Regions from separate parts of the Mus musculus genome. Here regions 1, 2, 3, 4 and 6 are each linked to region 5. Evidence: chromatin contacts called from public Hi-C, HiCAR-type and HiChIP or PLAC-seq data. All regions are on one chromosome and are shown on one strand. The core of a region is the stretch at or near the end of the contact, and the rest is flanking DNA. Distances in the headings are between cores, read along the strand shown.

Region 1 (4,521 bases), core at 1,483-3,982, 580 kb before region 5:
AAAGTCCCAGAGAAATGAAGAAAGGTTTCTTAACATCTAAGTATTTATCTTCTGAGATAAGCACCACTTGGAGATATGGGTAAGATACCTAGGAGGAGGTATCTTACCCAAACCTGTCAGCCTCTATCATTCTTCCCACTTAGCTGGGAAGGTTCTAGAGGGATCGATTCATTCAAGTTTTCCTTGATTCATTTCAGTGAATACAGAATAACCCTACCAATCAGACACAGGAATTGCATTCACCCGCACATTTATCTCAAATGATGGTAATGTGGGTCCTGTCCTGAGCAGGAGCTGCTGCTGACATTCAGAGGAGTTCAGACACTGAGCCAAACCTTGCTATGAACATCAGAATGGGTTTAACAATTCTGATCCGTTCAATTTCTGCCTACAGTGTCCCAAGAAAATACCCCCCCCCAAAATGCCAACAATAAAGATTATCATTAGGACTTGGGGAGATGGCTCAGCCAGTACAGGTTAAGTAGTAGGGTATAAGTCTGATTCCTCAACCCTACATAAAAATGTCTGACTGGGTGCCACACCCTTGTAATTGTCAGGGAGACAGAGACAGGAGAATCCCTGGAGCTAGCTTAATTGCTGGGTCCCCAGTCACTGAGATGCCGTGTATGAGACAAAAAAAAAAAAAAAAAAAAAAGTCTGCACCATTGTTTGAGGAGAAGCAATACCCATCATGGCTGTCCTCTGGCTTCCACATTCATGGTCCATGCATGCATACCTATTCATGCCCCTCCTACATGCACACAGACACATGTGTATGCACACACACAAAATCATGTCTAGCCATATCACTTATGACAAGTTACTTCATTGCCATGTATTTTGAAATTGGATTCCCTTATTATGGATTCCCAACGTAGATTTCCTTTACCTTGCTTTTTGAAGAAATAGTGCATGAACATAGCCCACAAGAAATGCACAGAGCCAGTGCCATCTTGGAGAAGCCACAGCACTGAGTTGGAAACGTAGGACTAAACACTTCTTACCACTTGGCTTTGGACTTGACCTCTCTGTCTCTGTCTCTCTTCCTATCACAGAGAATTAGCACATCCATAAAGAAGGAGGTTTGGGGGAGATGAGGAGATTAAATGTGGTGTAGATTCCATGTTACTATCCACCTCCCTTACTTCTTAGAAACTCAAAGGGAATGTCATTAGGGCTGACAGTAGAAGTCCGGGAAGTCTTCTGTGCGAGTTAATTAGAGATGTTGTCCCCTGTGCAGAAGTCACTGTGGCACTTACCCATGAGCTCTTTTCAGGGAGCCCTTTCTTCTTGCCTCAACAGTATGGCAACTGCAAAGAAGGCATGACACCTGCTAGAATTTCTTAGTGTCTTCATGACATTCTCCACACGGTACCAAATGCTTTGTGAATATTCTCTAATCTCCACCTCTCATCTACATGATTGGTAACACATTTCTTAATTCTCACTTAGCAGATGGAGACTAGGTGCAGATTACTTCTGTTTGATTAAGTCAGCCTTGCTCACAATAACAGATCCCTTGGATCTCAGCTTCTTCCATTCCCTTCTATTTCCTTGTGATGGGTCATTGATGTGAATTACCAATGGATATGGTACTTCTTTTCTTCCTAGCCTTTATCAGGACTTTCATCTAGTTCAGGATAAAAAAGAAAAAGACGGAGTAATTTTTTTCCTAAGAGATGTCCCTTCTCCAACTCAGGATATATGATTTATTATGTTGTCTAGCTGATAGGGCAAAGGGACTTCGCTAGAATGATTTTTCATATAGAATTGGTTTGTCCATCTGCAGTAGGTCTGTGTAAATACTTGACAAAGGTCAATGTAAAGAAGGCACAGGGCTTCTTTTGAATCACCATTAGCACGCACAGTCTATTGTGTCAATAAAGCCATATCAGCAGGAGCTTGAGTTAGCTATTTACATTACACTCATGGTCAGGAAGCAGAGAGAGATGAATTCTGGTGCTCAGCTGACTTTCCCCTTTTCATTCAGTCCAGGACCCCAGCCCATGGGATGATACCACCCCACAGTTAGGATGGATCTTCTTACCTCAATTAACCAGTCAGAAATTCCCTCGTAGTCATGCCCAAAGGTTTGTTTCCTCAGTGAGTCTAGATGCTGTCAAGTTGGCAGTCAACATTAACTATCACAGTGTCTGTGGGTTCTGTGTCCACAGAGCCATTCTGTGTGTTGAGATGAGTTTATTGGGGAAATAAAAGGAATTATCAATGCTAAAGATGTACAGTCTTGCTTCCTGGTCATTGATGTGACAATGATTTACATCGCATATTAGGAATGATAAGTAATTGTAGATGCTTCAAGTATAAGGAGGATGTGCATAGGTTATATGCAAATACCAAACCATTTTACATAAGCTCCTAGAATATCCGTGTGGGATCCTGGAGATACTGTCGGACACCTCAGCACATTTTCCCAAAAGGGAATAAAGATACCCAGACCCTTCCCAGGATAGTGATGCCCAGCCTGCCCTGCTGCCTCCTCCACACAGCTTAGTTCTAAAAGCACCCAAGCATGGTAGTCATCCATCACTTGTGAGCAGCCTTCCCACACTCACCATCCTTTGGACATGATTAATTGGTGTATGATGGAGCCAGATGCGAAATAACCTCTAACGAGGTGGTTAATGTTTGCTGAATGTCCCAAGACTGCACTTTGATTTTTTGGCATCTCTGCCCATTGCTGATGGAGAGTCCACGATAGAGAGACCTCCTTTCCTATAAACAAGGACAGGGGTGACTCACGGGTCAGAGTGTACCCTAGAAAGTACCAGGTTCTCTGCAGAGCTAAGATCAGCCTGTAGTGCCAATAAAAGTTGCATTGGAAGACAGGTGGGAGAGAGAAGGAAATCTGGTTTGGAGGGATACATGAAGTTGTGTTTGGAAGGTGGGAGAAAGCTAACCACAGCATACAGCTACCTAGTGGATATGAAAGTGTCACTTGGAGCTTTCACAATGGCACTGGAGGTGTTACAGATCATCTTTCCAAAATATGGAAACTGAGACACAAATAGAGTATGCAATGAGACTAGTAGGCTTTGGAATGGGGTCTGAGGGGAAAAATTAAGTTCTAATTCAAACCTTTGGATAATTACAAAAAAAAATCATTACTGTAATGTGTTTCCATTTAGAAACAGTTCTCAAGTTTCATTTTCCAAAAATAGTATGTCATTAATTTAACATCCAAGTGTTTGGAATAGAGCCAATCAAATTTTATCTGTGTATCCGTGAGCAAGAGGCTGAGGCTTGGTGGAAACCACAGTCAGTTAGGATTAGAAAAACCTTAATTTAATATAAATTGCTTAAAAAAGATGGTAGGTTGATGGCTCAGCAGTTGAGAGCTTTTACAGAGGACTTGAGTTTTGTTCCTGGCCCTGTTTACAACCACCTGTAACTCAAGCTCTAATCAAATATGATGCCCTCTACTGACCTCCTTGGGTTTCTGCATGTATATGCACGCACGCGCGCGCGCGCGCGCACACACACACACACACACACACACACACACACACAGAGAGAGAGAGAGAGAGAGAGAGAGAGAGAGAGAGAGAGAAGAAAGAATCAATCTTTGGACATTTTTTAATTTTAAAGAATTAAACTGTATTATACTTCATGTTTATGAGTGTTTTGCTTGCAATGTGTGCATAGTGTAGCTGCCTGGTGCCCATGTGGGCCAGAAGAGGGCATCAGATCACTTGAAAGTGGAGTTGCAGGCAGTTATAAGTGACCATGTAAGTGTTGGGGACCCAACCAGTGTCTTCTACAAGTGCCCTAAGTACTCCCAGCCACCAAGCTGTCTCTCCAACCCCACAGAAAACTTTAATTTTAGTCAGGGTATTAATGTTCTTAAGCCTTGGGGACAATGGTGTCCCCTATTTAGACTTTCTTATCAACTGTGAGTAGCAGCATAGGGCAGAGAGGTTGTATTGAAGACAGATTAAGAGCCTCTGTCACAACCTTGTCCCAGAGAAGAAGCCTATGATAGCACCTAAAGACAGACAAGAGCTGGCAGGGCTCACCAATAAGAACTTATCACCAAAGGCTGGCCCCCACTGTGGTGAGAACACATCCTTGAAATGACCTTGATGAGAAGGGACCTGTCAAAATGATAGTAGGAGATCTGAGCGTCATGCCCAGTGCACAAAGCAGCAGAAATAAGGGAGGCTGACCCTCCTGGCATGCAGCCCACACATCACTGGCTCTTCCACTCCATGTGTTTATCACTGAAAGCAGGAGTGATGATGCTCCTCTTTTAGGCTATTTAAGGTTCTAACTTCCACTGACATTTTAGGGGTCTCAGGGCAGAGCAGGGACATTGATTTCGCTGAGGGCTTTGGAAAGATTACAGCAGCACCCTGTCCCCTCTATGGAGGTTTCTGAGCTGATTTGGATAAAATAAGAAATGTCTTGACCCCTCAGCCTCGAACAAAACCAGGACAAAATTAAATTTTGTGAACTTTAAAGGATTTCCTCCAAGGTCTCCTCCTGGTCTTACCTCTGCCTTCT
Region 2 (4,146 bases), core at 827-3,326, 530 kb after region 5:
ATATTGTTATCTATATAAAAGCAGGCATGTTGTTATATACTTGTAATCCCAGCACTAAAGAAATGGAGATAACCATATCCCTGGAGCTTGTTGGACCAGTCAGTCTTTTTTTTTTTTTTTTAGTTCAAAACCAGTAAGAGTCCTTGTCTCAAAAGTGGATAGCAACTGAGGAATGACAACTGAAGTTGACCTCTGGCCTCTATAGGCATGTGTATACAAACGAAAGTGCAACTCTCCTAAAAAAATGTGTGTGTGAGCACACTCACAAACAGACAGATTACACTATACACATTATGTCATACACATATACTATAACACAGAGAGAGAAAAAGAGAGAAAGGCAGAGGGAGGGAGACGGAGGGGAAGGAGAGAGGGAGAGGGAAGGAGGGGAAGGGGAAGAGGGGGAGGGAGAGAGGGGGAGGGGAGGGAGATGTCTATCTAGACTCTGAATAAGCCAAACCTACAAGGAGAAGGTGTGGCAATGATTTAATGGCTGCCTGCAGCACACTGCCACTCTTGGCCCAGCCACAGCTCCTTTGGGAATGCAGTGATGGCATCTGTCTGACTGCCCTCCCCGAGATCTAATCTAGACTCTGATAGAGGAAAAACTCCACTGAAGAAGTCACAAAGTAATTATTAAAAATAAGGACAGAATCATAGGATTTTCCTAAGTAATACAGACTCATTACCATGCCCTGGCAGACATGCATTTTTAAACAATGGTTATAATAACAGAAAATTAGACCTCATTACTTATTCATAAAGTTCTGGTTACACTCTGCTCCATTTGTAAGCGTTTACTTTTATAAATAGCATCTTTGGGGCAGACGCTGCTCTCTGGCCACTGGATGTCAGAAACCATTTTCTGATTATTCTGGCCCACTGCCATTGCTGACCCTCTATCAGGACCACGGGGAAGTCTTAAGATGTAGGGGCTTGGCCCTTCTCAGTCACGAAGACAGGTGCCTGTATGGAGTTATACTGCTTTTTGGATTTTCGATTTGATTTAAAGCACTGTTGAAATTTGAAGACAGCAAACAATGTTTGATGGATCTACAACCTTTACACTAAAGAGAGAGCCACAAGACCAATAAATCTGCAGTAGAATTAATAATTGAGATACCTAGAAGCTCTGAAAGTGAGTATTAAATATGTAAAATCTTGTTGAAAAGCATAATTAAGTGTATCAGTGCCTGAAGCTTAAAGAAAAAGCAAGTTTCCATTAAAGTTATAAATGTCTTTTCTTTCTTCCTTTCTGTTTTTCTCTTTTTCCTTCCTTCTTTCTTTCTCTCCTCTCCCCTCCCCTCCCCTCCCCTCCCCTCCCCTCCTCTCCTCTCCTCTCCTCTCCTCTCCTCTGTCTGTCTGTCTCTGTCTGTCTCTCTCTCCCTCTCTCCCTCTCTCCCTCTCCCTCTCCCCCTCTCCCTCTCTCTCTGTCTCTCAAAACAGGGTGTCACAGAGCCCAGGCTGGCCTTGAACTTGCTAAGTAGTCAAGGGTGACCCTGTACCTCTGATCCCCTTTCCTCTATCTTCCAAATGCTGGGATTACAGGCATGCACTACCACGCCAGGTTTTACAGACGACAGAACCCGGGACTTTGTGTATGCCAGACAGGCATTTTACCAACCGAGCTACATTTCCAACCCAGAAATACTAGTTTTATGAATACATGAGTGATGCTGGAAATATATATATATATATATATATATATATATATATATATATATATATATATTTCAGCATATTGTTTTTTAAAATATTAAGTTGATTAAAACATAAAATGTTTGGTGAGCTGAAGAGGGAAGGGAAGAGAGAGATGGGGGAAACGGGCCTGCAGCTTGCAGCCTGTATTTTCCCATGAGTCTTCAGTAGTCCCCAAACACTGTGGACAAGTGTTTAACATTCTACTCTGTGTAACTGTGGCCTGGATATGGTTACTACAGTTTGACATGTCTAAAGAGACCGCCAGTAAGTCTGTTCACTCACCGGGACATGTTCTATTACCACTCACTGTGCCAGTACTGAGGACCCAAGGAAAATAGGGCAAAGTCATGTTCAACCTACGGAGATGCTATCTCTGCACAGCCCTAAGATGTCCCGCTTTTGCTGCTCTGTTTTCGAGGGTCTTCAGAAGACTCGAGACAACCACAGAAACCATTCTGAGAAAAACCGCGTCTCCCCATGAGTCATCGCTCCTTCCTGGGAAGCAGCGCTGAGCTAAGTGTCTTCAAGGTACTGTTGCTCCTAAAAGCCCACCTTGAGCCCAGCACCAAGTCCATGTGGCTCAAAAAGGAAAAGATTTGTGGAACTCCATAATTCAGATCAAAGGTCCACATAAGAAGCTGAGGTGAGAATTGGATAGCCCCCAAGACCTGGGGTAGGCAGGGACCCCCAGAGGACCATGGACAGAGGTTATCCCTTGCTATGCACTAATACAGTAATATTACTGATAGACAGTGTGTGCAAGGCTGGAGGCTGGCAGGCCTAGGGCAGAGGACTGAAAAAATAACTTCATTGCCTGCCACTTAGCATAAATAACAAAGTTAAATACTATGGAAGGTTTCCATTTGGAGTGAATGTCATGGTGTCATCCAGATACTGTTCCCACTATCTCTACTACAAAACACTTTTCTTATTCACTTGGTGTCCATGAGTGCTTACCGAGTGGCTGCCCTGGCCTATCTCCTGGCAGGTTTAACTTTGGTCCAATTGCAATGACTTGTTGAGACTAGACGGGAGATATTCACCAAGGTCCTGCAAACAGTAATGAAGAACGGCAGGCTGAAGTAAGTGGCAGAAAGTGGGGATTGTGGTTCGGAGAGACCTTGGAACAAAGGCAACAATTCTGGCCAGCAGAGGCTGGGGCCTAGGGTGGGTGGAATTTCTGAGATTGGGATGCTGAGCTGAGATCTGAAGGATAGCAGGGTGAAAGGTGGGAAGGAAGGGGAGGCCGAGGTGACAAAGGGCAGAGTAACCGAAAGACAGAGAAGGGATGTCAGGGTAGGTTAGAGGCTGGGATTGCTAAATTAAGCAGAAAGGAGTGAAGAATGTAAAGGAAGGTGTGGGTTGTTAACGCTAACGGTTTGGCATGCGGAAAAAGGCAGCAGGTTGGATGTGGGTCATGGGGTCATCGAAAAGACTATTGTGTCTATATCCATCACATTAGCTTCCTGGTATCTGTGTTGGCTTGAAGTTGTTGTCCCAGCACCCTTGAGAACAAGAGGCTAAAGGCATTCTCTCAGTAAAGTGGGGTTCCTTTGGTAGTCTCTAAGGGATGGATGGCCATCCCTAGTACCGTTGGACTCGAGTTGAGTCTCCAAGCTCTGCTTCGTTTTCACCTAGGCTTTGCCCTCATCTCTCTACCTCTGCCTTTGCCTCTTACAAAAGCATGTGTCCTGGTGCCCTAGGAGAAGCTCGGCTGGTAGCATACTTTCCTTGATGACATAAGGAACTTGAGTTGGATTCTTAGGGCTCAATTGAAAATGCCAGGTGTGGTAGTATGCACCTGTAGTGCCAGTGTAGGAAGGGGGATGGGGAGTAACGGGGGTGCTCCAGGCAGCCCTGGTCTGATTGATAAGTTTCAGGCCAATGACAGACCCCACGTCAAAGGAGGTAGATGATATTCATGGCTGTCGTCTGACCTGCACATGAACACGTGTGTGCACACACTAAAACAAATAGACACATGCCATTAGCTTTGGGATCTGCCTGTGCAGCCCACTGTTAAGGCCTCTCTCTTACATTCTAGGTTCTAAGAGAGCATCTCTTTTTCAGGATGCACACAGTCCAGCGCTGAAAGCCCTGGTCTTAATTCTGCACTTCTCAGAGGACAAAGCCCACCGAACCGCAACAGAGTCTGGAGAGTGAATCTCCCTGTCTCAGAGCAGGGGGCATTGTGTTCTGAAGTCCAGCCCAGGAAGTGTCACTCCCAACTCTCCACGGTGCCTGTAGCTATTGTCCTGCTTTAATGCCTTCCTATGAAGTCATGTGGCCAGCTCGGTCCCCTCAGCCTCACCTCATCGATCTTTGCTCCTGTGGCCTTGGCCTCAGTCTTCCCTCAATGATTTCTCACGCCAATTCTCATTTGTGTTCCTATCAAGGAATGACCTAAATAAGCCTTTAAGGTTTATTCACAACTGGTTGTTATCG
Region 3 (4,775 bases), core at 1,498-3,997, 530 kb before region 5:
ACATGTGAAAGACACTGAATGCCTCCCCCTAAAGATCTCTACAAGCCTGGATTAGAATATTCATTTGATAGCTTTATTCTCTCTCTCTCTCTCTCTCTCTCTCTCTCATACACACACACTTATTCTCTCTGTTTCTGTCTCCCTCCCTCTCTCTTCTCTCCCCTCCCTCCTTCCTCCTCTCCTTCCTCTTCCTCTTTTCTTTCTCTCATAACGCAGGAAGATTGGAATATTTCCTTTCGCTGGGAAAATCACCTCGAACTCAGCTGGCTTGCCTCCACCAATCATCCTGCTTAGGAACACAGCTCAGTATGGATTCCTCATGAGCCTCCATCAACAGCTAATTGATTTCCTGAAGTCTTGGTAATGGATGGCTAGTCTCTGCTGGCCCTCTCTCCACGTACCCAGTCCCGCCTAATCAGGCTGACACACCAGCATAATGAACTGCCTCTGTCTTCTTGCCTTCCTACCATAGAAAACAGGACCACTTCCAATTAAAATCTGCATGATTTATGGAAACACACCAGCCTACCTGCCTCCGTTCTCCCTTCTCCTGGCCACACAATCCTATTAAGTCGCTTCCTAAAACCTAGCGCCTTACCCTTGGAAAAAGCACGGGTTGCTGTGCAGGCAGATAGCTGAGAAAGGGAGGGGATGAAGAAATGACAGAAATAGGCAGTTTCTTTTTCCTGGGATCAGTGTCCCACACCCATAGCACATCTCAGAGCTGAGACAAGAAAAGTATCTCATGTGCTCTTGGCAGCCGTGTCACTAGCACTTGCTGTCATTCAAGACATTTAAACAATTGCCACCAATGCTATTTGCTTTCTGTTCAAGGCTGCATGTGACTCCTATGTCTGCACAAGTCTAGGGGCCTGAGAAAGTATTATTGGTGCTTGTAACTCTACTTCCCCTAGTTTAAAGGGGAAGCGCCTGATTCTGGTTACAGCACGACCCTTTCCCGCCTTGCTGTACTTTCATTGCAGCTCTGACCTCCTTCTCATGTGCATGCATGCTTGTTCACTGTCAGGTTCTGTGAGGAGGGACCATGGTCTCTTTTAGTTCATGGCTATTATCCCAGCTGGAGCAACAATGTGGAGGACATAGTTGGTATACAGCGTATGTATATGTGTGTATATGTATGTTATGTGTATATACATGTGTATATGATGTGTATGTCTCTGCTTATGATATATCTGCATTACATATACACATACACAAACACATATACATATACAATGTGTAAATGTTTGTGTGTGTACATGTAAAAGACAGTTTGGTTATAGTTTTTTAGTTTCTTCCTTCATTTCCCTCCTGTCCCTCCTGTCCCTCCTGACCCTCCTGTCCCTCCTGTCCCTCCTTCCTCCCTTCCTCCCTCCCTCCCTTCCTTCCTTCTGTTTTTCCTTTCTTCCGTTTTTCCTTCCTTCCTTCCCTTAATGTCTTTCACTAGCTTGGACCTCACCAAGTAGACAAGGCCAGCTGTCCACAGAGCCCCAAGTACCCAACCATCCCCACCTCCCCAGCACCAGATTACAAGCACTTGCTACCACACTCAGTTTTTTACATTATGTGGAGTCTGGGCTTAGAATTCAGGTACTTGTGTTCGTAAGGCATGCGCTTAACTGACTGAGCCACCTTTCCTGCTGCTTATTGGTGATACAAAAAGATACGTAATGGGGTGAGAAGAGCACCAAGAACTAGACACTGATCATAACACCACGAAGCAAACGTAGGAAGTGCCTGATCTTCCTTTTGGTCAGAGTGAAGAAAGCTCTGGGAAGCTAATAGATGCCTTGTGATTGGACTCAAGGGGCCATTCAAAACGTGGACCTGAATCTAGAGCCGTGATGCACTGAACAGGGCACGAAGAGGCACTTGCCGACATCTGCCCGTCTCTCTGCTGTCCATGATGCCACCATGACTGGCTTTGAGCCATTGACACAATGAACTTGATCTGCGGTGTTGGGAAGAAGCACAGAGAATTTTCTCCTGAGGGCTGCTCTCAGCCCCCATCCACAGCACTACTGCCTCTGACTGTAAGCTCCAGCACACCCCACCCTCCCAGGCGACCTGGGGAAAGGCTAGCAGTGTCTCCAAAGGACTCCTACTTCCTAGAGGCTCGATGATGACTGCAGGCTGGAATGAAGGCTCTGGTGGGTACCTCCCAGGCCCACTGGGCTTGCATGCAACTTGTTTAAATGATGGCATTTCCTTTCTCAGGGGATCATGTTCATTAAGCTTGACAGAAGTAGTTCCTCCCAGAGGGTCCTGCTCTGCTCTATGGCCTTGGAAGTGAGTCCCAGAGTGGCCCAGGTAATCCGATCGTACCTTTGGGGCCTAGGAAGCCTACTTTTTAATTGATAATTCCATGTTTCTGTAATAAGTGGCCTCCTTAATAATAGCCTGCCACGTCATCCGAGATGATTGCTAATTTAGGTCTTCAGGCTCCCAGGATATAATGAGCTCTAATAAGCCTGAGACTTGTCACAGGCTCAGGAAAGCCCCTGTCCCCTGGAAGCAATGGTTTCCTTCTATCCCTGGGCACAATTGGGCACAGTCTCAAAAAATTAATAAGTGTGGCTGGGGTGCTCACCCCCTTCCAAAGAAAACATAAAGTCCTGGTTTCATTAAGCCAAGCTATTAAATTAAGAAAGTGTTTTTAATTATCTGAGCATTTCAGGGAGCTCATAAAACATTTAAGGACCTCACGGGGGTGGTGCTGAGGCCCTTTCACAGTGAATTAGAGGCGACAACCAGAGCTGGAGAGGCAGGGTTCAGCTGCCTCTCCAAGTCCTCTTCCTGGTCCCGAGGGCTGGCTGAACAGAAGGGGGCAAGAACGGCAGAGCTCCTGTGCTCTGGAACGGTGTGTCCGTGTCCAAGCTTCTGGGAGAATCCAGGTGAAGCTGCCTCAGAAAGACACACAGATCTCAGATGTTTCCTAGGACCCCTGGGCCTAAGCAGAAGCCGACATTGCAAATAATGGGCTTTTGCTGAGAACCCCTTCAGTTGTATCAGGCATTCAGTTTAGGCGACGTTATCCCACGGTTTCAAAAGTGAGTTTGCTGTCAGCATCCCCCTCTGATAGGTGAAGAAACCAGACTTAGACATGGTAGAATAGCTGGTGTTCAGCTCCTTCTGGCCCAAGACTCCAGAGACCCAATAAGTCAGTAGAAACTAATTCCACCCACTTAGTAGTCATCATATCATGGAGCAGTGGTTGGGTTGATAGTTCTTTGTTATTTTGTTACCGTTGCTTTGTTTTGAGACCCGGCCTCTTGGTGCTCATAGCCCAGGCTACCCTTCAAGCCTCTGACCATGTACTCCAGGCTGTCCCCAACCCAAGATTCTTTCGCATCAGCCTCCAGAGGGCTGAAATCACAGGTGTGTGCCACCTTCAAATGTCCAGCTTCAAATCCAATGTAAGAATCTCCAATGTGCTGGGAACTGGGACACTCTGCAAAAGCTCATTGGCCGGCTACTCCTCTCCGTGCCCTGTGAAATCAGAGATCCTTTAGAGTACCAGGGAAGAAACTGAGTCACAGGAGGAGGCCGGGAGATTCCCAAGAGGCTGGCGCGAGGAGTGTGGTTTGTACCAGGGTGGGCTGACCTGCCAGTTTGCTCTTCTGCACTTTGACAGCCTCCCAGACCCCTCCTTTGCACCTGTTTTATATGCTAATCACCTGGCACTGGTGATGAGGTAGCTGAGTACTGGCTGCATAGCACGGAAGCATCCTTCCTAATCCCCACCTGCATATCTCCTTCTGCTTCTTCCTCATCTCTTGTACTTACACCAACCAATTCACCTGTCTCCAAACGTACCTTTAAGTTAATTAGATTAAAGGCCCCAAGTAAAATCTCTCCCCTCCCCCTGACATTACAGTTTCCTAACTTCTCTGACAGGAAGGTTCACTGTGGCACTGGTGTTCCATAGACCTGTGTCCCCTACCCATGGCTATCCAGGTCCAGGAGGACTCTGGGAAGGTAGCCTTCTGGCCATGTATAGTGTGATTTCCATTTGCTGGTGTGCTGTTCAAGTATCAGACAGTTCACACTGGTTAACTGGGGAGTCTTTATGGTACTTAGGATAACTGGAAGAATTTATTTTTTTACCTACAAGCTCGATGTTCGTGAGGCTGTGGAGAAGATGCTCTTGTGAGTTAAGAATGTCACTTAATGTCCCTTTGGAGGACAGTTTAGTAATATGCATTACAAACACATAGACTTCCAAATAGCTTTTTTTTTTACTTCTAGGATTTTTCTATAGCTATATAGGAATATACCATAATTGCATGTTTTATTGTTAGTTATATTATTTAAAAACAGAAAAAATTAAAAAAGAAGAAACTGCATATCAGTTTGAAGTTGGAGGGATGGTTTACATCAACTGTGGGGTAATTTTAGTATGGGATACTATGTAGCTGTAAAATATATGCCCTAAAGTGTACCAAAATGGAGCAATCTTTAGGGCATAATATTGTTAAGTAAAACAAGAGAACCAGGTACATATATGCGTTCATTGTTCTACTCCTTGTATAAAACCCAAAGAAGGTAACATTTTTAAACATTTTTTTTATTACGTGAGTGTGGGGCTTAAAGATCAGGAGAGAACTGGGTCAGAGTGGGATGGAGAATCTTGTGTGTATAAATTTTAGAGTATTAATTCATGAGCCACACGAATGTATTACCTCTACAAAAGGAATATTAAAAATACATTGTGGGTAGACAAATAAAATACATAGAGCTCAAAGAATCTACTAGAAAGATGGATTCGTGGGCAA
Region 4 (4,126 bases), core at 172-2,671, 550 kb before region 5:
AGCCATTCTCTTCTGTGTCTGTGGAGTGCTCAACAGTAAGTGAGGATTGTACATCACACCCCTCCGTGCAATGTGCAGGGAATATGTAGATGGACTACTGGGGCCAGAGGTTGGGGAGGACAGAGGTGAAATGAATGTGCCAGGCACACCGCACTGATGAACTCACAGCAGCTGTGGTTATCACTGTAAGGCCTGCAAGATCAAGTCAGCCAACCTCCAGACGTGAAGGAAGGAGGGGCTGCAAGTCCCCAGCTTTTAGCTGCGGAGCTATTAATAGTTGGTGGTGGCTGAGGGAGGGAGAATCAATTTTCTTTAGGGTGTGGCCTCTGCTAGGTTGACCATGCTCCAGTGGATGGCCCATATCCATGTACATATAGGCAGCACTAATTAGACTCAATAGGTTTATATTATATATATACACACACATATAAACATTATATGTAAATATGTTATACACACACACATATATATATATACATACACATACATTAAATACACACATATATGAACATTATATAGACACATATACATATATTATACATGCACACATATATGAACATTATATACATATATACATATAGACACATTATACAGACACACACATATATGAACATTATATATACATACATTATATACACATATATGAATTATATATATATACATATACATTTTATATATATACACATATGAACATTACATATACAAAAGAGAACATGAAATAGGGAGGGGCATGGAGGGTGGGTATGGGAGGAGTGGGGAAATGAATGTGATCAAATACATTGGATGCATGTATTAAACTTTCAAAGAATTAATAAAACGATCAATTTTGAAGACATGCAGGAAATGAGGCAAGGACACACAAAACTAGAAGTGATCAACAGGGAGAAAAATGGCATGTGACTCCGCTGTGGCTCCTTCTCAGATAGGCTGAGACCGTCTAGAACAGAGAATCACACACCGTGTGAGAAAAAGAGGGGTTCAGAAAGGTTAAAATGACTCTCATTTCTGTCTAGATGTGGCTTTGGACCCCTGGGAAGTCATTAAATTTAAGACCTAAGGCTCTCCAGACAACACTGTGAACATTTAACACACTCTGTATGAATCGCTTCCCTCGTGTATGCACTGCCTCCCTAGCAAGATTCCCAAAGAAACAGAAATTAAAAACTAACAAACAACTCTGCTGTGATTATCTGAACCCCAAAGCTGATCTTTTTTTTTTTTTATGAATTTGTTACCTTATAACTTAAAGAAAAAGCCTCTAAAACTTGAAGTCTATCTGTCCCAAAGATCAGTCTTGAAGTAAGCCCTAAACCTACTCAGGGATTTCTTCCTGGCATTTCCTCCCACAGACAAACAGTAACTTGAGAGCAGAGTTGATTAACGCACAGTGCAGACAGCCTGCTCAGGCCCCCTGGCCTGGGAGAAAGGCATGCTGGGTTGGTTTTACCTCCCTGGGGGAGCTTACTCATTTGTCACCACCTGGGTCCTTAGTGGTTGAGATGCTTGCCCTTAACACACAAATTCAGAGGTGAACCTGCTGAGGGTTCCTATGAGTTCAGGGAGATTCCCCTCAGACTCAAAGTGAAACCCCTTTTCCCATCCTGGTCGGAAGTCATAATAAGGGATGCCTTTTCTTTTGCCAGGCCAAACGTAGGATGTCAAGAGTTGTTCAGATGTGACCTAAGAAGCATCTTGAGACATTTCCTTCTTACTTATGATTTTACATACTTTAGAATACTATAATCTTTGATAACTGGGGCGGGGGAGGGGGATAAGGTGGGAAATAGTCACAGAGCCTGTTTTTTTTTTTTTTTTTTTTTTTTTTTTTTAAAGAAAAGAAACAAAACCCGAAATCAAAAGACCATAAATCCTACATGCCACAAATAGAAGATCCAGCTTGAAATTTTAAACATTTGCCATACAGAGTAATGGGAAAACTGCTCATAAAGGGAGGCAGGGGCGGGGCACTCAGTTTGTAATCAGCCTGCTTGTCAGGAACAAGTGTAGTTATCCTTTTTGCCTATCTGACCATTGAAATAATGGACCTCAAGAAACAAGAATCCTCCTATTACTGGAGGAAGAAGAGGTTGAAGGCAGGGGTCAGGGGAGGGGACTTGTTTCCTGGATAGACTTACAACTTGTCAGATCCCCTTGACAGAGAGCATCTTAGCCAAGGTAGCTGAAGGCAGGGGCCTCACCTATACCAGGCAGATTGGTGATTTGTATAGCTTGCTCTCTTTGTGAACTACCATTACAGAAGGACTTGGATTAGAAGGTCTCTTTGTCTCTCTTTCCAATCTGGCCACATTGAATGAATCTGCTCTTTTTGCTCTTCAGTATTAATTTGGTTCTTTTAATTGGCTTATTGAAGATGGTTGGCTTGGTTGGGTACACAGGCCGTGACCCTGAGTCTGGTCACAGGTTGTCAAACACTTGATTTTGTTGCTTCAAGATCTCCTGTGGATGAAAAATCTTAGGCTCCTGTCTTGAAGTTTGAACAAAAAACCAGTGGCATTATTTTATGTTACTTTGTTTGGTTGGCTTCTCAAAGCAGGGCCTACAATACAGGCTGATGTTAACCTCTTGATGACCCTACTTTAGCCTCCTGAGAGGGATTGCAGGTGTGTGAGACCAGCTGAGACAACTCTGCTTAGCTCCCTCCCAACAATGGGCCTTTCAGGCTAGTGGGAACTATTCGTAGTCTTTGTTTGAGATGGCACAACTCAAAGTCTGAAAAGATGGGGTAGAGGAATAGTCAAAGATTTCCAGTTGAGCTCCTTCCTGGCAACTCCCAGCACTGAGGGCAAGGGAGAGTTGAGTTTGCTTCTCGGCTCTTGGCAAGGGTCTTTCCGCTCACAGATCTGCAAAGACAGAAGAAAGGGAATGAAAAGGAGAAGAACTCTGTCTGTTCTTGGGGTACACAAGATACAGGCAAAATGACTCAGGGTCATTGAATGATCAGAAGACAGCATGCTTCTGGTAAGATGTGCATGTGTGTGTGTGTGTGTGTGTGTGTGTGTGTGTGTGTGGTATATGGTAGCTGCAGGCAGTTGTGAGCCACCCTGTGTGTGTACTGAGAATTGAATTCCAGTCCTCTGCAAGACGCTCTTAATGGCTGAGCCATCTCTCCAGTCCACCTGTTTTCTTTGCTCCAATTTCACTGCCTATAAAGTACATTGTATCATTTTCATGTGCTGGTTTATTTAAACCACCTGCCACCCAACAGCACCTTTCCCAGTAAGGTTTTGTTTCTTCCATGATGGTGTTTTTGATATCTATGGCTGAGGTACTCAATGTTTATCTGTTTCTCATCTCTGCTGCTCTCTAAGTTCTTGATCAAGTCACTGGGCATTCAGTCCCATGAAGATGATCATCTGTCTTCCACTTGTGTTGCTGTTAATTTAGGGGAGTCCCTCTAGAATCATCGCACATTATAGGCGAAATCTGGGTCCTCTCTTGTAGTTCTTAGAGTCTCCTTCCCTCCGAGGAAGCAACACTAAGATTATTTAGAAAATGAACGAAGATCATTTAGGAAATAAAATCAGAGAAATCACCACGAGAGTCTAGATCAGTGGTTGTGGTGACCCCAACCATAAAATTATTTTCATTACTACTTTATAGTTGTAATTTTACTACACTTATGAACCATAATGTAAATATCTGTGTTTTCCCATGGTCTTTGGCAACCCCTGCGAAAGGGTCATTCAACTCCCAAAGTGGTTGCAGCACACAGGTTGAGAACTGCTGATCTAGAACTACAGTTTCAAAGCTGTTCACAGGAAGGATTCTTGTCTGGATTAGAGTTTCGGTCCCACCTTTGTGTTAGCCCCCACGATGCTCATTTAAGGGGACATAAGAAACCAGCACCCCCTTCTTATATTGGTTCAAGGCCCATGGGTATATTTTTTTAGAATGACTACATTGGGGAATTCTCACCCTAAGTCTGCCTAGCCAGTTTCCAGCATTTGTTTTGGGAATTCTTTCCTTCTTGCTGACAGTCTTACCTCCTTCAGTCAGCAGACCCTAAGGCTAAAGCTGAGGCAGAACATTCAAGGCACGGAGGAGAGAGCTCTAAGCTTTAGGAAGTGAGAATGTTCTGAGGACAGAGATAGACATGGACTCCGCT
Region 5 (4,507 bases), core at 786-3,285:
GTGTATGGGGGGGGGCATCTCAAGCAGGATTCAGGTTTCATAAATGGAAAAGGTGGTGGATTGTAGAGGGGAGAGAAGAGAAACGGCGGGGGGGGGGAGAGAGAGAGAGAGAGAGAGAGAGAGAGAGAGAGAAGAGAGAAGAGAGAAGAGAGGAGAGAGGAGAGAGGAGAGAGGAGAGAGGAGAAAATGAATATGAATATTTCTCAAAAGCCAAACTCCATTCTAGAGTCCTGAGGCTGAGGGTTGAGCCGGGATGATCAGGCTCAGGCTTAAAGTGTCCCAGAACAACTTGCTGGCACCATCATTCTGTCTGTCCCTCCAAGGACAGAAGATGCTAGGGGGCAGCTAGTCCCTATATACTTTAAGCCCCCTGCTTTTTCAAGAGTTATACTGGTTTTCTTCTCCGCGTGAAATCAAAAAAAAAAAAAAAAGTGCAGGCGCACTGCTCACTGATCCCCGCGCGCATTCTGGGTCCCCGCACCCTTGGCGCCCCCATCTGATCACCTCACTTGCAGAGAGGGACAAAGAGTTCAGTCAAGTTGGGCCCCTGGAGCGTCAGATTCAAGGAAGGAAAGCACTCGGCTACCCCCATCAACAGCCACGAAAGATGCAGAGGATGGATCAAAGATCGAAAACTGCAAGACAAATAAATGCACGTTGTCAGGGTGCGGGACCGGCAGGGGACAGGGGAGTTCTGGCGGATCTCTGCAGCATGAGAGCTGCGGTTCAGCCGGGCAGGCCTCTCTCGAACTCCGAGGAAAGCAAACCATCCTCCCGGGTCCTACCGGATTCCAGCCGCCCTTTTAGTAAACTCTGTCCCCTGGTGCACTAAACTTCGCACCGGCCGGTGGTGGGGGGTGTTGCTCCCTGGCTGCGCCCCAGTAGCAGCGCCGCAAGGGTTAAGCAAACCTGTCCCAGCTGACAGTCAGCTGATTGGGCTGTGATTGACAGCTCCGAAAAGTTTCCTTGTTTCTATACTATTATGCTAATCGCTGCCGCTCTCGCCGCCTCCCATTGGCGGAGAGTGCCAGTCAATTTCCCATTTGAGCCTGACGTCACGGGTGCTATAAAACTCAGCAATTGCTTTAAACTCTTCTCGCTGGGATCAGAGGCTTTAAAATCTCTTTTCATCTTGGAGCTGTAGCTCGGGCTGCTCGTCCGCTCGGCCTCTCCCCCCAACCCTTTTGCTCTCGGCTTTGCCTTGGCCCAGGACTTGCAATTTTGCTTTAAAAAAATAATAAGAAAGAAAAAAAGAAAAGAAAAGAAAAACCAAAACCAAAAGAAAAAAAGTGGGGGAAGAAAGAACTTAACTCCCCCCTCCCTTGCCTCCAGCCGGCCTGCACCTCGGTCTTGCACTTTGCACGGAGGGAGAGGGTGAGAGAGAGAGAGAGAGAGAGAGAGAGCGCGCGCACGCGAGGGATCCGGAGAGAGAAAAGAAAATAATAATAGTAACCATAAGAGCCAGGCAGAAGAGGAGAGAAGCGTGAAGTGTTAACCACTCCGGTGTGGAGGCCGGCGCCTCCGGGACAGCCACCCGCCGCGCCACACAGCCCCGGAGCAGCCTCCGCGCGCGCCCCGCCTGCAGCCCGGCCGGCTTAGGCGAGCCCTCCTTATGCAAAGCGCGCAGCGGAGCGGCGAGCCGGGGACGCCGCGCACCGGGCCGTGCTCCTCCGGCATCCTCTCTGCCGCTGTCATCACCACCGTCACCGCCAGCCGCGGAGGACCTTCCCGAGCCTGAAGCGCCCGGGATCGGAGCTCAGGGAGGCGAGCAGGCGAGGAGGGGGCCCGGGGCGAGCGGAGGAGAGAGAGCGAGAGAGCAAGAGAGAGAAAGAGAGAGAGCACATTGGCGTGAGCAGGGGGAGGGAGGGCGGGCGCGGGGGGCTGCGGGCAGGGCGGGGGGTGTGTGCACGTTCGAGCTTTCGGGCCACAGCCACCGCCGCGCAAGCTAGAAGCGCCCTAGCCCGGCAAGCTGGCTCACCCGCTGGCCACCCAGCACAGCCCGCTGGCCCCTCTCCTGCAGCCCATCTGGCGGAGCGGCGGCGGCGGTGGCGGCGGAGGCAGGAGGATGGCTTCAGAACTGGCAATGAACAATTCCGACCTGCCCACCAGTCCCCTGGCCATGGAATATGTTAATGACTTCGATCTGATGAAGTTTGAAGTGAAAAAGGAACCGGTGGAGACCGACCGCATCATCAGCCAGTGCGGCCGTCTCATCGCCGGGGGCTCGCTGTCCTCCACCCCCATGAGCACGCCCTGCAGCTCGGTGCCCCCGTCCCCCAGCTTCTCGGCGCCCAGCCCGGGCTCGGGCAGCGAACAGAAGGCGCACCTGGAAGACTACTACTGGATGACCGGCTACCCGCAGCAGCTCAACCCGGAGGCGCTGGGCTTCAGCCCGGAGGACGCGGTCGAGGCGCTCATCAGCAACAGCCACCAGCTCCAGGGTGGCTTCGATGGCTATGCGCGGGGAGCGCAGCAGCTGGCCGCGGCAGCGGGGGCCGGCGCCGGCGCCTCCCTGGGCGGCAGCGGCGAGGAGATGGGCCCCGCCGCCGCCGTGGTGTCCGCCGTGATCGCCGCGGCCGCCGCGCAGAGCGGCGCGGCACCCCACTACCATCACCACCACCACCACGCCGCGGGGCACCACCACCATCCGACGGCCGGCGCCCCGGGAGCCGCGGGCGGCGCGTCTGCCTCTGCGAGCGGCGCGGGTGGCGCGGGCGGCGGTGGCCCGGCCAGCGCCGGGGGCGGCGGCGGCGGAGGCGGCGGCGGGGGCACGGCGGGGGCGGGGGGCGCCCTGCACCCGCACCATGCCGCGGGCGGCCTGCACTTCGACGACCGCTTCTCGGACGAGCAGTTGGTGACCATGTCGGTGCGCGAGCTGAACCGGCAGCTGCGCGGGGTCAGCAAGGAGGAGGTGATCCGACTGAAGCAGAAGAGGCGGACCCTGAAAAACCGCGGCTATGCCCAGTCCTGCCGCTTCAAGAGGGTGCAGCAGAGACACGTCCTGGAGTCGGAGAAGAACCAGCTGCTGCAGCAGGTAGACCACCTCAAGCAGGAGATCTCCAGGCTGGTGCGCGAAAGGGACGCCTACAAGGAGAAATACGAGAAGCTGGTGAGCAACGGCTTCCGAGAAAACGGCTCGAGCAGCGACAACCCTTCCTCTCCCGAATTTTTCATGTGAGTGTGACACGCGATCCCAGCTAGCCACCTTGTTAAATGCTCCGTGGGGGTCCCGCTCCTGAGTGGGCTTGCTAGTTGCAGGGCCAAGCTCGCTCGGCCACCACCTCGCCCCCTCCCCTGGCGAGTTTGCTCCCCTTGGCCCTGAACAGACACACACACACACACACACACACACACACACACACACACACACACACACACCAAGCTTGTGGTGGTGGTGATGGCTCTTTTGAATTGGGGAGGGAAAGGGTGTCTGGCTCATGGATTGCCAACCTGAATTCCCCCGTAACTTGCTAGCTTGGTTGTTTTGTTCTTTTTTATTATTATTATTATTATTACAACTACTACTCTTTTTACACCGCCTGCCCCACACATACCCTGGACTTGCACAAGGGTCAAAGATCTGAGCAGCATACTTCATGTAGGGCATAGCTCACCTTTGAACCGGGCCATCAATTGCCTGTATATATATTTTTTCTTCTTCTTCTTCAGCTCATGAGCTGGTGTTCATTCTGTGTGTGTGTGTTTGTGTGTTTTATTTTGTTTGGATTTTCTTTTTTCTTCTTCTTCTTCTTTGTTTTTGTTTATTATTACTATTACTAATTTTTTGGAGCTTGCTGTGTTTCCCAGCCTCTGCCACCCCCCACCCCCACCCCTGCACCATGTTCTTGAGATAAAAGGAAAAAAAAAAAAAGCAGGGTTTTTTTTTCCCCTCCTTCTGAGTTCTTCTGATTGAGCTTGCAAAGGAAAAAAAAATGTGAAATGCTATAGACCTTGCAGCGAGCTGAGTTCCACGGGGGTTTTATCTTAGCATTGTTATGCTAAAACAGAATGAACTAAAGCCACTCCTGAACCTGCCACAATCAAGCCTACATCAACCTTCTGGGTGTGACTTGTGAGTTTTGGCCTTATGATGCCAAATCTGAAAGTTTAGTCTGCCATTAAACAACAAACAAACAAAAACACAAAAACAAACTTACTCTCATCTCATGCATTACGATGCTTGCTACTTTGTCTTAGCAACAATGAACTATAACAGTTTCAAAGACATTATGGAAAAGAGACATTATATTAATAAAAGAAGCCTGCATGCTGGACATGTATGGTATAATTATTTTTTTCCTTTTTTTTCCCCCCAATTTGGCTTGGAAATGGACTTTTGAAGACTTAGCGCATGACATCCATACTTTTGATTTACAGCCTCATGACTTTTTTGAGTTCCAAACAACAACAGAAAAAGTACAACCCCAGAGCCTTCTTCCCTTGACAGTTTGCTTCTACTCCTGACTGCTTTGAGTTACAATGAACTTCAGCCTCCCGTTGTACATGC
Region 6 (4,392 bases), core at 1,344-3,843, 570 kb after region 5:
AACTTAAACCAAGTCTACCCATTTCATCTTTTGAAAGATGAAAATATGTAGATCTAGCCTCTTTTTGGGGGTCAAGATTTTGGTCCTGGTATGAAATGCTAACTGTGGTTCCTACAGTGGGACACCTGACTATGTCATCCGTGTCACCAACAGGAGGCTGAGATAGAAAAAGCTGTTTTCCTTCTTACTTTTTTAAGTACATTGTAATGACTAAATAAAGTACAGGTATTGTAATTGTGGTTAGATAGCCAGACAGTCATGCAGCACAATTTGTTGTGAAAACTGAGGTTTGTCTAGGTAAGTGGTATTTTTACAAACCTTCTTAGAGCCAAGAGAACTGAAACCATTCCAGGAGCATTGTTGGGAATAAAACTCGGTAGAGGAAGAGTTTACCAGGAATAAAGGACTAACAGCTGTGGTGGAGATGAATCACATGTGGCAGGTGGCCTCCGTCTTTCCATCTAACGTAGAGCTAATATGACCTAGCACGCAGTAAAGTTTTCAAACTGGAGGCTTGTCAGTACAAGGGATCCCGTGGTCCTGTGTAGACTTAGGATGAATATCAGGGAATAAGGTGGCCATGAGCTGAATCACCCCACAGTACCTCCTGCAGTTACCAACTGTGTTGGGATACAGATGCAATTCTATATTCCAGTTGGAACACTTAGTGCAACTTCCCAAGATAAGAAAGAGAATCCTCGGCCACCAGGAATCCCTGTTTGTTCTTGGGTATCTGCTGTTTCAGGTGTGAGGGCATGCAGTCTTAGGGATACTGTCCAATGCCTTTGAAACGTGTTTGCATGCACTCTTAGAGAAGGGTTTTGTCCAATGCCTTTGGAGGGGGTTTTGTCGAGAAGGCCCTATCAGTTTCTCCCTGCAGGCTAGAAAGATTCTGTCTACAAACACCACAGGAACTTCAGTCAACTTCAACTATTTCAGGAGAAAAGGACTTCTCTGCCCTGTCCCTAACACAGTCCTGTACAAAAACAAGGTGGCAGAGTAGAAACCCTTGTCTAATATATGGTCTCAGAGTCCAAGCAACTGAGAAGAGAAGGTCCCAGCCACCTGCCCTGAACAGATATATGTCCTTCTCTTGTCACTGATGATGGTATGCTAGTAATGGCAGTTTTTGCTTAGAAGCAAATCAATGCCCAACTAATAGGTCGGGAAAACAAAAGACTGGAAGTAAATAGACAAATGAACGACGCACAGAGGGTGTGGCTGGGAATGTGAATAGTTTGTTTCACGTCTATCTGTTCTCTCTTTTGTTTTATGAATACTCCACAATGACATGAATTCTTTTGGGATTTTTGTTTGTTTGTTTGTTTTTGTTTTTTAAATGCAAAGAGTCTCCCCCATGCTTAGAGAGGATCTGTGCCTACTTTTCACAGTGTCCTATAAGAAGAGGGCTGAAAGCTTCTCTAAGAAAGGAACACAGCAAGGCTTTAGTGAGAGCAATCTGGAGGACCAGAGCAAGGGCCAGGCTTCCTTAAGCCAGTCTCTGCCCACATTCGTTCTGCCTTTGGCTTTGCTTGGGAGCTGGATCAGAAAGAAGGGAGCCACAAGAAGTTCTGAGGTCATAACTAACCAGGCGAATCAATGTCTTCTGTTGGAACCTGGGGTCTTCGGGAGACACTGCAAGGAAGTCTCCTTCTCCAAGGGAGGTCACAGAGATTTCTGAGCCTTCCGGACAAGTACCATCCCCTCACTCCCGACAAACACACGCCACACACACCCCTGCTGCCATTTCCCCCAGATCTCTAGTTCTTACACACACACACACACATATAGTTGGAAGCGGCGTGTTCAAACAAATACTAGACACAAAGGGAACAGAGTCAACACTTTAGGGACCAAAGTAGACAGATCAGCTTCCCAGAGCCGCATGGAGAAGCAGCACGGATAGTGGCCTTGTTGACTTGAGACTTAGGTGACTCTTGACTGTCCCTAGTCAGATGACATTTCTCTAGTGAGCTGACATGCTAGACGCAAAGCAATAAGGCAAACAGAAAAGGACGGCAGCTGTCAGCCAAGCGCTTAGGTGTTGGTTGTACAGAGGTCCTAGGCAGGGGTGGAGGTGACCGTACATCTTAGATGGCTCAGCCAGCTTGCTGCCCTTTAGTTCCACTGGAACCAAGCATGGAGGGGACCCAACAAGACTGGTCCCAAGAGGAGGGAAAAAAAAAAACCAAACAAACATTTTAAATAGAATTTCTAATAGAGAGATCTAATGTAGGCAAGACCAAATGTTACCTGTTCATTATTATTGTTTTGTTGTTTGTTGTTATTGTTATTATTATTATTATTTGGTTTTGGTATGACATTAATCCAGAAACTCATCTTCTCTTCTCCAGTACAGATGTTAAAGCTTAGAAATGAGCAGCCAGGCTTCTTCCAGGCTGAGGTTCCATAAAGGAGACCCAGATGGAGCTACAAATGGCCAAGTTGCAACTTCCTGTTCCACATCGTGCCTCTCCTGCCCTGCCTGCTGGGTTTCTTCAGAAATTACTTGCTCAAGTCGTCCTTTCGGGTTTCACCACCGTATGCCGGGTGGCTCCCTTAGTCACAGACCCCCACACAAGCCACACACACTCCGGATCTGAGATCCTTACCACACAGGCCCCGAGTGTCGGGAGTGGGTGAGGTCCTGGGGTACCAAGAGCAAAACGTTGCCGCTTTGGTTCTCATTTCAAAACTGCTTGAGAATGAAGATCAGAAAGAGGTAGGTGTGTTTCACAGATGCTGCTGAGATGAAAGGGCGCGCGGAGTCTTGCAAGGACAAAAGCCCATGCTCGCTCATCCGTTCAGTTGTTTGCTCATGGGTCTGTTCCCTCACCTGAGAAATAACATCTGAGTGTCTACACTATGCCAAGAATTCTGTGGGGCTTGCAAGGGTGAATAATGAAGAGAATGTTGAAGTCCACACAGGTAGAAGCATAAAGAGTTTTCAGTGTTCCAGGACCAGAGGAGGGGCACTAGCCAAATGCACCAGGGGGATGTTGGGGCATCTTCACAAAGAGGCTTCACAAAATTTTCAAGCACTGTGGGATAATGGGCAGGAGGGTACCAGTCATTGGGGATGGGGTTGGGGTACTCGGGCAGAGGGTCAGAGCACGGGGAGACATATGGCAGCTGGCAAAGATAGAAGGGAAGATTATGCCCTTAGACTAAGGGTCCTTCTGGGCTTGAAGGACCATGAGTCTTGGCTATTCTCCCCCCAACCCCTGACTGCCAGATAGCTCTATGGTAGAAGCCTGGCACTCTTGCTTACAAGCTCAGTTGGCTCCATGCTGCCTGCTGACAATGCCCTTGTCTGGGCTAGGCCATCCACATGTAGAACTACCAACACTGGGCTTCGAGAAGTGTGAACAAATGACTCTATTCTTTGGGGTCTGACCGTGTGCTAGCTGCACAATGTATTATGGACCCACAGAACACTGTGCCCTTCTCCTTGGCCTGGACCACTGTCGTCTTACCAGAGACCCTAAGCCCCGGCAATATTTCAAGTTTGCTCTAAATAAAAACCAAAGGAAACGCTGTTAACAATCTCCTGTTAACAAATCACACCTTTATTTATACACGCATAGAGAAGGGCTGGTTATCTCGGCTGATGATTTTATACCCACTATGGGGTCCCTACATCAACCTCAATCTAGCTTTGGAAAAGGAGGCTACACCTCCTAGTGGAGCCAGCTTCCGAGGAACCCTGGCCTCTCCTAAGACTCTGCAGAAGCCAGTGTCTGTGAGAAATGGAAGAGAGACAAACGCTTGCTGTTCAATTAAGTAAGATGTTTATTGGTGTGATGTGTGACACGCGGAGCCCTCCTAGGTTATTATCTGGAAGATGGTTCATTTATCTGCAGTGTGCCCTGCTACAACATCATCTAAAACACTGCTTCTTCAACATAAACCCCAAAGAACTGCCTTTTCCTTCCTTTCCTTTATAAAGTATTAACGAGATTGGGCTTCCCTGGACTCAGTTGCTTTGTGAGAACATAGTGCATCTCTCCCTTGCTTTTTGTCTTTGTTTTCTGGGGTTTTGGGGTTTTTTTTTTGGTTGCTTTTGGGTTTTGTTTTGTTTTGTTTTGTTTGAGTCAAAGTCCTGCTTTATAGCCCTAGTTGGTCTGGCATTTACTAGGTAGCTCAGACAGACCTCGAACCCACAGCATTTCTCCTGTCTCTGCCTCATCTTTAGTGGCACTGGAGATGTGTGGCACCGTGTACGTTATTTACTGTGTTTATCCAGACAATGGATGAGGAGGTAACTTTATATTTTCTCAGCGAGGGACAGAATGTAAAAGGCTTAGAATCCGACCTAAAGGTGACACAGGCTCTGTCTTGCCAAAGGAAAGAAAGCCTGGCAATGTCCCTTGAAATAGTCCCAGGATTGGT

The links. A called contact is a pair of places that touch in the nucleus more often than the background predicts. HiCAR-type assays count read pairs that join an accessible place to other places. HiChIP or PLAC-seq counts read pairs in DNA pulled down with a chosen protein or histone mark.
Region 1: a Hi-C map of liver shows a contact between it and region 5, with 2.9 times the contacts expected there. The contact joins the enhancer-like site here to the promoter of Maf in region 5. A contact is called at or near these places in 2 of 39 promoter capture datasets (hippocampal neurons and liver), 2 of 484 Hi-C or Micro-C datasets (both in liver), 7 of 115 datasets of contacts at active chromatin or transcription factors (SST interneurons, VIP interneurons, embryonic stem cells and 3 more) and 1 of 9 other capture datasets (embryonic stem cells).
Region 2: a contact with region 5 is called in a HiCAR-type map of Th17 cells, with 4 times the contacts expected there. The contact joins the enhancer-like site here to the promoter of Maf in region 5. A contact is called at or near these places in 12 of 39 promoter capture datasets (the 3T3-L1 cell line, the C10 cell line, HPC-7-derived erythroid cells and 6 more), 1 of 15 datasets of contacts at CTCF or cohesin (large pre-B cells), 23 of 484 Hi-C or Micro-C datasets (CD4 T cells, CD8 T cells, Sertoli cells and 13 more), 34 of 115 datasets of contacts at active chromatin or transcription factors (CD4 single positive thymocytes, CD8 T cells, DN3 thymocytes and 24 more) and 1 of 9 other capture datasets (adipose tissue).
Region 3: an H3K4me3 HiChIP or PLAC-seq map of embryonic limb bud shows a contact between it and region 5, with 5 times the contacts expected there. The contact joins the enhancer-like site here to the promoter of Maf in region 5. A contact is called at or near these places in 4 of 39 promoter capture datasets (the 3T3-L1 cell line, hippocampal neurons, liver and 1 more), 2 of 484 Hi-C or Micro-C datasets (nephron progenitors and uterus), 4 of 115 datasets of contacts at active chromatin or transcription factors (embryonic hindbrain, embryonic limb bud and stem cell-derived neural progenitor cells) and 1 of 9 other capture datasets (embryonic stem cells).
Region 4: a Hi-C map of nephron progenitors shows a contact between it and region 5, with 3 times the contacts expected there. The contact joins the enhancer-like site here to the promoter of Maf in region 5. A contact is called at or near these places in 7 of 39 promoter capture datasets (the 3T3-L1 cell line, embryonic stem cells, hippocampal neurons and 2 more), 4 of 484 Hi-C or Micro-C datasets (nephron progenitors, palatal mesenchyme and uterus), 7 of 115 datasets of contacts at active chromatin or transcription factors (SST interneurons, craniofacial prominence, embryonic hindbrain and 3 more) and 1 of 9 other capture datasets (embryonic stem cells).
Region 6: a HiCAR-type map of Th2 cells shows a contact between it and region 5, with 14 times the contacts expected there. The contact joins the enhancer-like site here to the promoter of Maf in region 5. A contact is called at or near these places in 12 of 39 promoter capture datasets (3T3-L1-derived adipocytes, the C10 cell line, the HPC-7 cell line and 5 more), 5 of 484 Hi-C or Micro-C datasets (Th2 cells, bone marrow-derived macrophages, muscle stem cells and 2 more), 19 of 115 datasets of contacts at active chromatin or transcription factors (SST interneurons, T-cell acute lymphoblastic leukemia, Th2 cells and 15 more) and 1 of 9 other capture datasets (embryonic stem cells).

What each region holds. Positions count from the first base shown.
Region 1 is chr8:116,289,057-116,293,577 of GRCm38.p6, reverse strand. The region is part of intron 2 of Gm31278 (a long non-coding RNA gene); the gene reads left to right. Among named protein-coding and RNA genes, the nearest start is that of Gm31278, 61 kb to the left of the region's middle. Within about 2 kb of position 2,732, at least 3 of the 459 cell types and tissues checked have an H3K27ac peak or open chromatin away from gene starts, as enhancers often do. A contact at or near this core is called in liver, where this site is marked.
Region 2 is chr8:115,176,496-115,180,641 of GRCm38.p6, reverse strand. All of the region lies in intron 8 of Wwox (WW domain-containing oxidoreductase), which reads right to left. Among named protein-coding and RNA genes, the nearest start is that of Gm39257, 220 kb to the right of the region's middle. Within about 2 kb of position 2,076, at least 18 of the 459 cell types and tissues checked have an H3K27ac peak or open chromatin away from gene starts, as enhancers often do. A contact at or near this core is called in CD8 T cells, DN3 thymocytes, Th1 cells and 4 more, where this site is marked.
Region 3 is chr8:116,239,318-116,244,092 of GRCm38.p6, reverse strand. It overlaps a transcript of Gm31278 not described here. Among named protein-coding and RNA genes, the nearest start is that of Gm31225, 51 kb to the right of the region's middle. Within about 2 kb of position 2,747, at least 6 of the 459 cell types and tissues checked have an H3K27ac peak or open chromatin away from gene starts, as enhancers often do. A contact at or near this core is called in embryonic limb bud, where this site is marked.
Region 4 is chr8:116,258,791-116,262,916 of GRCm38.p6, reverse strand. It overlaps a transcript of Gm31278 not described here. Among named protein-coding and RNA genes, the nearest start is that of Gm31225, 70 kb to the right of the region's middle. Within about 2 kb of position 1,421, at least 21 of the 459 cell types and tissues checked have an H3K27ac peak or open chromatin away from gene starts, as enhancers often do. A contact at or near this core is called in craniofacial prominence, nephron progenitors and palatal mesenchyme, where this site is marked.
Region 5 is chr8:115,704,422-115,708,928 of GRCm38.p6, reverse strand. It overlaps Maf (avian musculoaponeurotic fibrosarcoma oncogene homolog), which reads left to right and starts at 2,035. Exons shown (of 1, transcript NM_001025577.2): 1 at 2,035-4,507. The coding sequence starts at 2,066. The coding sequence ends at 3,178.
Region 6 is chr8:115,135,217-115,139,608 of GRCm38.p6, reverse strand. All of the region lies in intron 8 of Wwox (WW domain-containing oxidoreductase), which reads right to left. Among named protein-coding and RNA genes, the nearest start is that of Gm39257, 180 kb to the right of the region's middle. Within about 2 kb of position 2,593, at least 5 of the 459 cell types and tissues checked have an H3K27ac peak or open chromatin away from gene starts, as enhancers often do. A contact at or near this core is called in Th2 cells, where this site is marked.